Linked DNA regions of Pan troglodytes: region 2 is linked to region 1. A link is a contact called in public Hi-C data. All regions are on one chromosome and are shown on one strand. The core of a region is the stretch at or near the end of the contact, and the rest is flanking DNA. Distances in the headings are between cores, read along the strand shown. Region 1 has its middle 67 kb from the start of STMN2. Region 2 holds the start of TPD52 (tumor protein D52).

The links. Hi-C and Micro-C count contacts between places; a contact is called where the count stands out from the background.
Region 2: a Hi-C map of induced pluripotent stem cells shows a contact between it and region 1, with 2.1 times the contacts expected there. The contact joins the promoter of TPD52 here to the enhancer-like site in region 1. A contact is called at or near these places in 4 of 7 Hi-C or Micro-C datasets (induced pluripotent stem cells, a lymphoblastoid cell line and stem cell-derived neural progenitor cells) and 1 of 1 datasets of contacts at active chromatin or transcription factors (stem cell-derived excitatory neurons).

The regions. Positions count from the first base shown.
Region 1 is chr7:88,317,145-88,323,291 of NHGRI_mPanTro3-v2.0_pri, reverse strand. No RefSeq gene overlaps it. Among named protein-coding and RNA genes, the nearest start is that of STMN2, 67 kb to the right of the region's middle. Within about 2 kb of position 3,366, at least 1 of the 24 cell types and tissues checked has an H3K27ac peak or open chromatin away from gene starts, as enhancers often do. A contact at or near this core is called in induced pluripotent stem cells, where this site is marked.
Region 2 is chr7:88,671,992-88,678,418 of NHGRI_mPanTro3-v2.0_pri, reverse strand. It overlaps TPD52 (tumor protein D52), which reads left to right and starts at 1,387. Exons shown (of 5, transcript XR_010159618.1): 1 at 1,387-1,631.

The DNA.
Region 1 (6,147 bases), core at 2,117-4,616:
ATTGACACAGTATATCCTTGACTAATTTTTCAGAAATTGAAAAGTAACTTTTATGAGTTTTATATGTCTAAAAATATCTGTATTTTGAACTCACATATGACTGATTATTTGGATGGATACAGGATCTTAGGTTCAAAATTATTTTCTCAAGACTTTAAAGATACTACTCCATTATCCAGTAATGGGATGGCTGGGTCAAATGGTATTTCTAGTTCTAGATCCCTGAGGAATCGCCACACTGTCTTCCACAATGGTTGAACCAGTTTACAGTCCCACCAACAATGTAAAAGTGTTCCTATCTCTCCACATCCTCTCCAGCACCTGTTGTTTCCTGACTTTTTAATGATTGCCATTCTAACTGGTGTGAGATGATATCTCATTGTGGTTTTGATTTGCGTTTCTCTGATGGCCAGTGATGATGAGCATTTTTTCATATGTCTGTTGGCTGCATAAATGTCTTCTTTTGAGAAGTGTCTGTTCATATCCTTCACTCACTTTTTGATGGGGTTGTTTGTTTTTTTCTTGTAAATTTGTTTAAGGTCTTTGTAGATTCTGGATATTAACCCTTTGTCAGATGAGTAGATTGCAAAAATTTTCTCCCATTCTGTAGGTTGCCTGTTCACTCTGATGGTAGTTTCTTTTGCTGTGCAGAAGCTCTTTAGTTTAATTAGATCCCATTTGTCAATTTTGGCTTTTCTTGCCATTGCTTTTGGTGTTTTAGACATGAAGTCCTTGTCCATGCCTATGTCCTGAATGGTATTGCCTAGGTTTCCTTCTAGGGTTTTTATGGTTTTAGGTCTAACATTTAAGTCTTGAAGCCATCTTGAATTAATTTTTGTATAAGGTGTAAGGAAGGGATCCAGTTTCAGCTTTCTACATATGACTAGCCAGTTTTCCCAGCACCATTTATTAAATAAGGAATCCTTTCCCCATTTCTTGTTTTTGTCAGGTTTGTCAAAGATCAGATAGTTGTAGATGTGTGATATTATTTCTGAGGACTCTGTTCTGTTCCATTGATCTATATCTCTGTTTTGGTACCAGTACCATGCTGTTTTGGTTACTGTAAACTTGTAGTATAGTTTGAAGTCAGGTAGTGTGATGCCTCCAGCTTTGTTCTTTTGGCTTAGGATTGTCTTAGCAATGAGGGCTCTTTTTTGGTTCCATATGAACTTTAAAGTAGTTTTTTCCAATTCTGTGAAGAAAGTCATTGGTAGCTTGATGGGGATGGAATTGAATCTATAAATTACCTTGGGCAGTATGGCCATTTTCATGATATCGATTCTTCCTATCAATGAGCATGGAGTGTTCTTCCATTTGTTTGTACCCTCTTTTATTTCGTTGAGCAGTGGTTTGTCGTTCTCCTTGAAGAGGTCCTTCACATCCCTTGTAAGCTGGATTCGTAGGTATTTTATTGTCTTTGAAGCAATTGTGAATGTGAGTTCCCTCATGATTTGGCTCTCTGTTTGCCTGTTATTGGTGTATAAGAATGCTTGTGATTTTTGCACATTGATTTTGTATTCTGAGGCTTTGCTGAAGTTGCTTATCAGCTTAAGGAGATTTTGGGCTGAGACAATGGGGTTTTCTAGATATACAATCATGTCATCTGCAAACAGGGATAATTTAACTTCCTCTTTTCCTAATTGAATACCCTTTATTTCTTTCTCCTGCCTGATTGCCCTGGCCAGAACTTCCAACATTATGTTGAATAGGAGTGGTGAGAGAGGGCATCCCTGCCTTATGCCAGTTTTCAAAGGGAATGCTTCCAGTTTTTGCCCATTCAGTATGATATTGGCTGTGGGTTTGTCATAAATAGCTCTTATGATTTTGAGATACGTCCCATCAATACCTAATTTATTTAGAGTTTTTAGCATGAAGTGCTGTTGAATTTTGTCAAAGGCCTTTTCTGCATCTGTTGAGATAATCAATATAAATCATGCTGCTATAAAGACACATGCACATGTATGTTTATTGCAGCACTACTCACAATAGCAAAGACTTGGAACCAACCCAAATGTCCAACAAAGATAGACTGGATTAAGAAAATGTGGCACATATACACCATGGAATGCTATGCAGCCATAAAAAATGATGAGTTCATGTCCTTTGCAGGGACATGGATGAAGCTGGAAACCATCATTCTCAGCAAACTATCGCGAGGACAAAAAACCAAACACCACATGTTCTCACTCATAGGTGGGAATTGAACAACGAGAACACTTGGACACAGGAAGGGGAACGTCACACACCGGGGCCTGTTGCGGGGTTGGGGGAGAGGGGAGGGATAGCATTAGGAGATATACCTAATGTAAATGATGAGTTAATGGGTGCAGCACACCAACATGGCACATGTATACATATGTAACAAACCTGCATGTTGTGCACATGTATCCTAGAACTTAAAGTGTAATAATATATATATATATGTATATATAAAGGGAAAAAAAGATACTACTCCATTATCTTTCAGCATTTAGAGTTGCCAAAAGTTCAGAGGCAATTTGATCTTTATTACTTCATAAGTAAGTTATTTTTACCTCTGTTGAAATTTAAAGGATTTGAAGTTTCAAACATGAGCATTTGTGTGGGTATAGTCTCTTTTTATTCACTCTGTTTGGCACTTGGTGGGTTCTTTCTATTCTCTGACTCACACTAGTACTAGAACATTTTCTTCTGTTATTTCTTTATTTTGTACATGAACTTCCCCTCTCCAACCTAAATGATCTAGAAGAGCTTTTAGATGAATGTTGGAACCCTCCACCCATCCTTCTTTCTTTTTAGCTTTTCTTTTAATGCGAGTGATATGCTCTGTTCTTCATTTGAGGATATTAGCTATTCTTATTTCAAAGCCCTCTATTTTCTTCATTAAGCCAATCTCAGATTTTCTGTTCATTTGTTTTTGTTTCTGTTTGTTTTATTTTAGTGTCTCTATTTTATGGCATTTGCTTTTCTCAAACATTGTGATTCTCTGTGGCATGCTCTTCTTTATTTCTGAGCTTTTGTTTGCAGGCATTTGAATGCCGTTTCTATTTAGCATAAACTTCACGCGGTGAATATAGAGAGGGGGAGGGTGTGCTGTGTAGAGGGAGGGTTTGTTTGTGGGTATGTGGACTCCTATGCTTCTTTGGCGGGAATAGCTATCTGAGGCACTACTCTGCCTCTGTGTCCTTAGGGCTTATACTCTTAGGACTGCTTTAGTGTGAGTCCAAAGAGTGATCACTGCCCAATGCTCAGCAAAACCTGGAAAGGGGAAGGGAGTCAGTTGGACTGGATGCTCAAGAAACATGTTCTCAATTAAATATGCAGTCATATCTGATTGCTTTAGCATCTGTTACCTCTTGACTCTGGGCTTAGGGCTCCCCCAAATTGCATATACCTCTGCAATACATGGCTTCCACCAGCTGGGTTTCTCTATAGATCTGAGTCCATCTGTCTTTCGGAGGTTGCTCAAAATTTCTGGCCTGGTTATAGAAACTTTGTTTTCCATTACTGCAGTGGAATTATTTTATCTTTAAATATCTTTGATGCCATTTCGCAGGTTTTGAGTAGAGGCAGTGATACATGAATGTATCCAGCCCTACATCTTGATCCAACTGGTGACTTCTCAGTTATGATTTTTAAAAACTTTGTTCCTTAAATCATTTATAGTATCACTGAAATGAAAGGAACTCACCATTGACTTTAAACATTTTAATTAAAAAATTAGATTTCAAAACATGTGTATTCACAATTATCATCCTTGGTTTATAGCACCAAAATTACAAAGTTTTTATTCTGTCTGCAGTCACGTGCAGACCTGCCCAGTGACTGAAAAATCAACTTGTTAATCTGTTGAAATTACTTTTAAATCTGAGTTTTTAATTATTTTGTTTTTTACTATCCAGACACTTAAAAAAAGTTGTCATTGGCTATGGTTGTGGGCTATAGCTATGAAAAGAGAAGATGAATATCAAAATCATTTAAAAAGTATGTGTTCTCTTTATTTTATCCATTCATTTTCATTCATTCATTCGCTCCATAAGTATTTATAAGACTCCTGCTATAAACTAGACGCTCTGTTAAATGTTAGGAATAGCAAATCACAGTATTTTCCAGAAACCAAAGGAAATGAGGCTGCTACATAGGTTATGAGGCTCTGGTAAGAGATGAAAGCAGTGAGATCACAAGTTTGTAAGTTATGCTACAGAATTTAGATTATCTTAAGGGCAATGACAATCTCCCAAAATATTTTAAGTGGAGAAGTGACACAATCAGATTTCAGTTTTAGACACCTCCCTCCCTCTTTGGTTAGAGTGTGTAGAACAGATTGGAGGTGGGTAATTTTTTTTTCCAAAAGACCGCCTTGTTTCTAGCACTTTTTTCTTGCTCTTCTCCTACATTTGGTGTTAATATCATTTTACAAAAATGAAAACCTAGCCAAAAAATATAATCTAGTTTAATTAAGAAGGTTGCATTTGATTCTGTAATACATATTCTGTAACAGTAGACATTGCTCACGTTTAATAGATTTTTTCCCATCTCTTTTGTGGTAATATATAACTATGCTTGGTTTATAGCCTTGTACTAGAAATTATGTTCCTTTCTTCTGTAACCATTAATTTCATATTGAATGTGTGAACATTAACAGTTTCCAAGATAGATATTACTCAAGATGTGAAACTTTGGGAGAATCCTTGAGTCATTCTGTTACTCCCACTATTTCCTTAGAGTATATAATTTGCCATTAATTGTTCATCTCCCAGTAGATAATGAAAGAGCTATAGAAGCAAAATATTGTTTCCGAGTGAGTGCTTGTTAGTGAGTAAGTAAATGAATTACATATAGAAAGTTGTTGACAACAGTTTGAGGTTGTAACTGATTCTTACGTTTTGTTGGGTGATATATTCATTCAGCAAAGTAAAGGTATGTGACTAATATGTTTGCTCTTTGTGGCCACAAAAATTGTGAGAATAAATATGTTCATTTATACCTTACTATGTTCCCAAAATGGCCATACACACACACACACACACACACACACACACACACACACACACACACAGGTTCTCATTGCAGGCAAATATGTGTTTGAAAATTAAATCTCTAATAAAACTTCTATGAGAATGTAAGTTGTCTAGGTAAAACTATAAAAATTCTTTTGAATAGCTATTTGGAATGAGTTTAAAGTTCATGAAAGAAAAGTTTGTATCTCAGCACTATTCCTATCAAGCTACCAATGTCATTTTTTCACAGAAAGAGAAAAAAACTTTTCTAAAATTCATATGGAACCAAAAAACAACCTGAGTAGCCAAAGCAATCCTAATCAGAAATAACAAAGCTGGAGGAATCACACTACTCAACTTCAAACTATACTATCAGGTTATGGTAACCAAAACAGCATGGTACCGATGCAAAAACAGACATGTAGACCAATGCAACAGAAGAGACAACGAAGAAATAAACTGCACACCTACAGCCATCTGATCTTTGACAAAGTCAACAAAAATAAGGAATGGGGGAGAGGACTACCTATTCATTTAATGGTGCTGGGATAGCTGGCTAGCCAGATGCAGAAGAATGAAGCTGAATCCCTACCTTTCATCATATATAAAACTAATTCAAGATAGATGAATTAAAGACTTAAATGTAAGACCTTAAACTATAAGACTCCTAAAGGGAAACCCAAGAAACACCATTGTGGACATCAGTCTTGGGAAAGAATTAATGACTAATCTTCAAAAGAAACTGCAACAAAAACAAAAATTGGCAAGTGGGACCTAATTAAACTAAAGAGCTTCTGCACAGCAAAATAAACTATCAATCGATTAAACAGAAAACCTACAGAATGGGAGAAAATATTCACAAACTATGGATCTGACAAAGGCCTGATGTCCAGAATCTATAAGGAACTTAAACATTTGAACAAGCAAAACACAAATAACCCCATGAAAAAATGAGCAAAACACATGAACAGATAGTTCTCAAAAGAAGACATACAAGTGGCTAACAAACATGTGAAAAAATGCTCAACATCACTAATCATCAGTGAAATGCAAATCAAAACCACAATGAGATGTCATCTCATGCCAGTTAGAATGGCTATTTTTTAAAAGGCAAAAAATAACATGTTGATGAGGCTGCAGAGAAAAGGGAGCACTTATGTACTGTTGG
Region 2 (6,427 bases), core at 138-2,637, 360 kb before region 1:
TCAAGCAATCCTCCCTCCTCAACCTCACAAAGTGCTGGGATTACAAGTGTAAGCCGCCCTGCCCAGTCAGACTGAGGGTTCTTGAAGACCACTGGCCATGCTCTTTACAATTTACCACACTTTCTCCTGAAAAAAAGTGGAAGTAGCACCATCCGTAGAAAATAATGCAAAACTGTTCTAGGCAAGAGTCCATTAATAGTCTCGGGAGATAAACAGTTTTAACTGCCAAGAGGGAGAACTCACCTGGAGAATTTATTGTAGGCCCCTTAATGAATTTGTAAGGACTACCATACAGTTAGCTAGTAATAATTTTATGTGATTCATACAATTGTGCACCATTCTGAGATCAGTGCACTTCGTGTTCTTAACACTATCTGTACCATTAGAGAGCATCAGAAAAGCTTAAAACCCATAGTCAAGGCATTCTTAAAATAGGGTCTGTGATCATAAAAATTCTTTCTCTCGAAGTACTTGCAAATGAACTGGAAAGGTGTGTGCCCCCAAAATAAAACTAACTGTGGATTAATATTAAACTGCTGGGTCAAAGATAGACGGACAACTAATTAATAAACACTTTCTCAAGAATGATGTTAGGCTGTTTTGAACAGGGTGGGTAAATTTTGGGAATTAACACTGCAGGAGAAAAGGGAAAGAAAATCCAGAGTGAGGGTGGGGGCCTACGGCGGTGCAATACTTAGGGACATTCCAAAACTTCTGAACTCCTAAGTTAGATAATAGGTATCTAGAGGTGTCAAAACATTTCAGAAAAACTATTTTTGTGGCGTGAGTGGACTGGCTGCAGAAGTGGCAAAGGACAAACTTGGATGCAGGGTTTGGCAAATGTTGGGTGAGCCCTAATCTGTGCCTGGTGCTAGGGACCCTACAGCAAAGTTCCTCTTTTCAAAGTTTAAAAAGTTGGGAGTAGACACTAAATATTATTAAATATTTAATATTAATATGTGGCATATTAGAAAGTGCTACATGGTACTAAGAAAAACAGGTGCCAGAGAGTCTGCATTTGGGCTTCCACTTCTAAATAGGGTAATCAAGGAGACCCTCATATTTGAGTGAAGACCCCAAACTCGAGTGCTGGCGGCCATGTAGGGGGGACGGCAGAGCGGGAGAACGAGCGTCGCGTTAGCAGAATTTACAGTACATTGGGGTCCAACGGATGCCCAGGAAGGCGAAATTCCTGCAAGTTAAACGCACTTCTAACGCAAAACTTAACCAGGCCCCTTTCCAACTATTTAGCCCACCAATTTTAGCTTAAGTCTCTTCTTCCCCACGCCACTCCCAGATGAAAGGAAGACACGCCTCGTTGGCCTCCAGAGCTCTGCGTCCGGGGGGCGGACCTCTCATAGCTCCGCCCCGTGACCCGCGCGCTTGCGGAGGGGAGGTCAAAGGTCAGAGGTAAAGAAGTCATGGCGGCGCTGTGTCGGACCCGTGCTGTGGCTGCCGAGAGCCATTTTCTGCGAGTGTTTCTCTTCTCCAGGCCCTTTCGGGGTGTGGGCACTGAGAGTGGATCCGAAAGTGGTAGTTCCAATGCCAAGGAGCCTAAGACGCGCGTAGGCGGTTTCGCGAGCGCGTTGGAGCGGCACTCGGAGCTTCTACAGAAGGTGGAGCCCGGGCAGGTGAGAGGGAGTCGCGGGAATTACGCCAACGACGCGGTGGGCGGGGTCGGGAATAGGGGCGGAGCCTGGCTTAGGAAGGGGAGCTGAGGTCCGGGGCCCAGTTTTCCGGAGTTGCGGTGCGTTGTGGCTCAGCCCTCGGCCCCTAGAATCTGTGCTTGGTGTTTTTCTTCCTTTCGTTGTCCTTTTGTGTGGCATTTGCGTACTGGGCCGGGTCTGTCCACACTGCGCTTGTTTTCCTGGGATTGAATGCTGGTGGGAGGGTAACCAGCGGGGAGCGCTGCTGGGGAGGCGATCTAGGGCGATTCCTGGGACGCTGAGGAGAATGGGACTCACACGGAGAGGCAGGGCTCTGCTGGGTCTTGTTCTGAACAGTAGCTCTAGCATGGAGCTTGCTGTCTGGAGTAGAAGGCCCTTCATAAACATTTGTTAATTTAATGACTGGGTGATGAATCACTTTCTGAACTTGGGCAAGTGATTTAACTTGTCAGCGCTTCACCTCTCTTTTGTAAATGTCTTCTTTTTTTAAAAAGTAAAATAAAATCTCCGTTTGTCTCAGCCAGTACTTTTGTAAAATACCATAAATTTATAGATAAATGAAATGGAAGAAATAAAATTACAAGCCTAAGTTTTTAATAATTAAACTCAGCAGACATGAAATTGAATTATATACAAATAAACTCTCAATTTCTGTATTTTTCTTCCTAGGGAGTAGTAGCAAACATTTCACAAGACTGGCAGTGTCCTGGGTTATAGGGTCATTTTAGTAGCAATTACTGATGTCAAAATTTTTCTGAAATCCAAGGACTAGAAGAAGCCTGGTATATTAGTTTATTATTTTCTGTTGTAACAAATTACTACAAATTTAGTGGCGTAAAACACAGGAAATGTGTTGTTCTTAGGGCTGTGAGAAGTCAGATGGGATCTCACTGGTCTAAAATCAAGGTGTTGGTGAAGTTGTGTTCTTTTCCGTAGCTTCTAGGAGAATCTCTTCCTGGCCTGTCTTTTCTAAGCCTCTGTTTTCTACTTTTTTGTTTTTTGGATTTTTTTGTTTTGTTGTTTTTTGAGACAGGGTCTCGCTCTGTCACCCACGCTGGAGTGTGGTGGCATGATCTCAGTTCACTGCTAAACCCCCTGGGCTCAAGTGATCCTCCTGCTTCATAGCTGGGACCGCAGGTGTGCACCACCACTCTCGGCTAATTGTTTTTTCTGTTTTTTTTTTTTTTTTTTGTAGAGATGGGGTTTTGCCATGTTGCCTAGGCTGGTCTTGAACTCCTGGGTTCAAGTGATCCTCCTGCGTTGGCCTCCCAAAGTGCTGGGATTACAGATGACAGATGTGAGCCACCTGGCCTGGCTGACCCCGCCCGGCCCCCCGCCCCCCTCCCCCGTCTTCTGCTTTTGAGATCCCTGTGATTACATTGGCCTCCCTAGATAATCTAAAATAGATTATTCTGGATTATCTGGCCTCCCCAGATAATCCAAAATAATCTATTTTAAGATCAGCTGATTAGCAATCTTAATTCCACCTGCAAAGTTAATTCTCCTTTGCCAGGGAAGGTAACATCTTCACAAATTCTAGAGATTAGGATGTGGATGTCTTTGTAGGGGGAGGGGGCATTATTCTTTCTACCATATATGGAGAAGTCATAAAATACTAGCAGAATAGCGATGACTGACCTGAAGCCACCTAAGGGATGGATTTTAGATCCATCCTTAAGGTAAGGCCATAAGAGTTAAGTGCAGTAAGGTTGGAAACATAGAGTTCAGTGCTCCCTTCCAAATATTTGTATAGGAAAGGAGTTTTTCTATTTCTTACCTAATATTTCTCACTCACTTCGCTCCCATTCACACCACATTCTAAGCCCCTTCGGAAACCCCCCAAAATAATTCTCAATTGCTGAGTTAATTGTGGTAAGAGTGAAAATTGTAGCATCACATGTATAGTAAGTTAAGTGTTTGAAACTAAAAATATACTGTTTATTTAATGAAGGAAACAACCAAGGTGTTTTAGAGTCCCCAGAATTCCCTTTCCTTTCCTTTTCTCTTTCCTTTCCTTTCCAAGGCAGTTCTAATTGGGCTGTTCAGTTTTTCCAGGAGGAGGCTGGGGTGTTTCCTGGCAGTCCCAGCACATCCGTTAGATTTTCTCAGTCCAGCTCAGGCTCAGCAGCATCTCTGCACCCTGCGTGGTTGTTCTCCGTCTAACACAGTTTAGAAAACATTATTCTACTAGATGATGGGTAAATGTGTTTGGTTGTGATGTACAGTTCACCAATTTCTTATTCACAAGTCTTTGACATCTTGGTTTAATGGAAATAAAATTCCCTGGGGAGGAGGATATCAGGAGGCTGTGTTGTAGTCTCCGTTCAGCAAATTCTTAGCTTTGAAGCATTTGAAGTTACGTGAACCCCTTTACTCCTTCTTAATTGATACCACTGACTTCAGTTGCTCCCTGGTTCAGGTCATTACACACACTGTGGATCAAGTTATCTTCCTAAAGTTGGGCTCTATAATCAGACTTAATGAGGTTATTTATTTATTGCTCTCCTTGAGAATCTTCTAAACCTCCATTCACACTGCCTGCAAGATTAAATATACAATGGTGCATCTCTCTACTGTGGCTTCAGAGGCCTACCGCCATTCAAGACCCTGCTTGGGTTAAAAGCTTCGGCTCAGTTCAGGTTTCCAGTTTCTGCCATCTTTCAACTGAGTGACTTTGGGCAACTTACTTAGCCTATCTAAGTTTGCTGTCTTATCTCAAAGTGGAGATAATGCTTCAACTGGAGTTACTGGGAAGTTTATGTGAAATAATACATTTAACGTGCTCTCAGTACATTGACTGGTACAGAGTAAGCTTTATTCAGTGCATTTTAGCTTTTATGTGGCCCCAGCCGTTTCTTCTCCAGCCTTCTGCCTTCCTGAGAATAGTTTCACAGAGATGCTTCCACAATTACACAGTTCTTTGAAGTCCCATTGTTTTCTTAATAATGAACTTTAATTTATCAAACCGTGTAGATTCATCTCTTGTAACTGATGTACCGCTCTGGTGGGGGATGTTGACAGTGGGGGAAGCTATGTGTGTGTCAGCACAGGAGGGGTATGGGATATGTCTGTACTGTACTCTCAATTTTGCTGTAAACCTAAAAGTACTCTAAAAAATAATTTTTTTGTTAATGAATGAATATAAAATGCTATTTAAAAACATAAGACAGTATATGCTCTAACTAGAGGTTGAGCTGTGTCATTCAAAGAGACAATAAAATTAAGTTTTTCATGGCAAAAAGCCCAAAACCAAACAAAAAACACCAGAAAACAACCATGCACATGCCATTTTATTTAATCCCAAATGTAAGGACATTCGTCATCACTAATATGTTAACTTGTGGTGCCAGAGTAACACATGACACATCAGAATAAAATTTTTACTAACTTTTTTCCCAGTAGAAAATGTTTCAGGAGGTCAGAGACCTTGTCTTTCTTATTCTGTTGTGTTCCCAGTGCCTAGCACAGTCCTTGACCCATAGTGGGCACTCGGTAAATATTTGCCAAATGTGTGAATGATTGAATAGTACATGTAGTGCATATTTGAACTTCAGTTATACCTGGCCTGTCGTTGAATTGTAATATATGTGTGACTGTCCACAAACAATTGTACAAGTAAGAATAGTACAGCCTTGAGCATGTCAGTTGAATGTGCCTGTCCAGAATAATTGAGTAAAAATAATTTTAAGAGTAGTAAGAAATTGAAAATACCACATTAGTTTTAGTTTTAGTATTTACTGGAAGTTTTCAGTGTTTTTCTAACATATTTATGGTAAGGAATATGAGGAGTTGTTGGGTATTGATAGGAATTCAACTTGTGAAAAAACTTGCTTTACCTCTTTTGAACTTACGGGACCTATTTAATTGAACAGTATCCTGAGATTACAAGATGAATAAACGCCAATTGTGTATTCAGGGTTTTTGAAAAAAATATTGTTTACAAATTTTATAAAAGTAATATTTGGTTACTTTAGAAAGAAAATTTAAATAGCCCTGCAGGTTATTATGTGAAATGTAAAAGTCCCTTTTTCTTACTTTCTCAAGGCTGGAGAGTGTGTTTTTTATGCATAGCTGCAGAGTTTTATATTACACACATGTAAGTATAAGCTAAGTATTGCTATATATATTTAAAAACATTAATTGGTTCGTAGTATGAATACTGTTTTAAAATATATTACAGTTAAAGAGTGTAAATTCTGCAGTCACGCAATCTTGGTTTAAATCCTGGTTCCTCTACCATTTACTAGCTGTGTTGCTTTGGAAAATTACTTAATATCTGTGTATCTCCTTTTCCCCCTATGTCATGAGATTTTTATGAGATTCAATGAATTCATTATTTAAAACACTTAACACAAGTGCCTGATACTTAATAAGCACTTAGTATGTTTTAGTTGCTGCTGCTGAAAATTGCAATTTTTACCTAAGTATGACTATTTTTCCTTATCATTACATAATATTTGCTTGGTATTCCATGGTGTGGATGTAGCATAATTTATTTAAGTAGGAAGGCCTTAATTATTGAACTTTTAGGTTGTTTCTGTTTGTTTTTGTTTTCTAACAGTGTTGCAGTGAACATTTGCATTTTTTGTGTACTTACAAGAGTGTATTTGTAGGTTATATGTTGGGTAAAAGTGTACACACAATTTGAGTTACAGCCTGTTTGTACTGAACTCCCACCTACAGTGCATGACAATGTTTCCTCACCCCCTTATCAACACATGGGGTGTAATAGGTGGATTTTCTTGATATTTGACAATTAA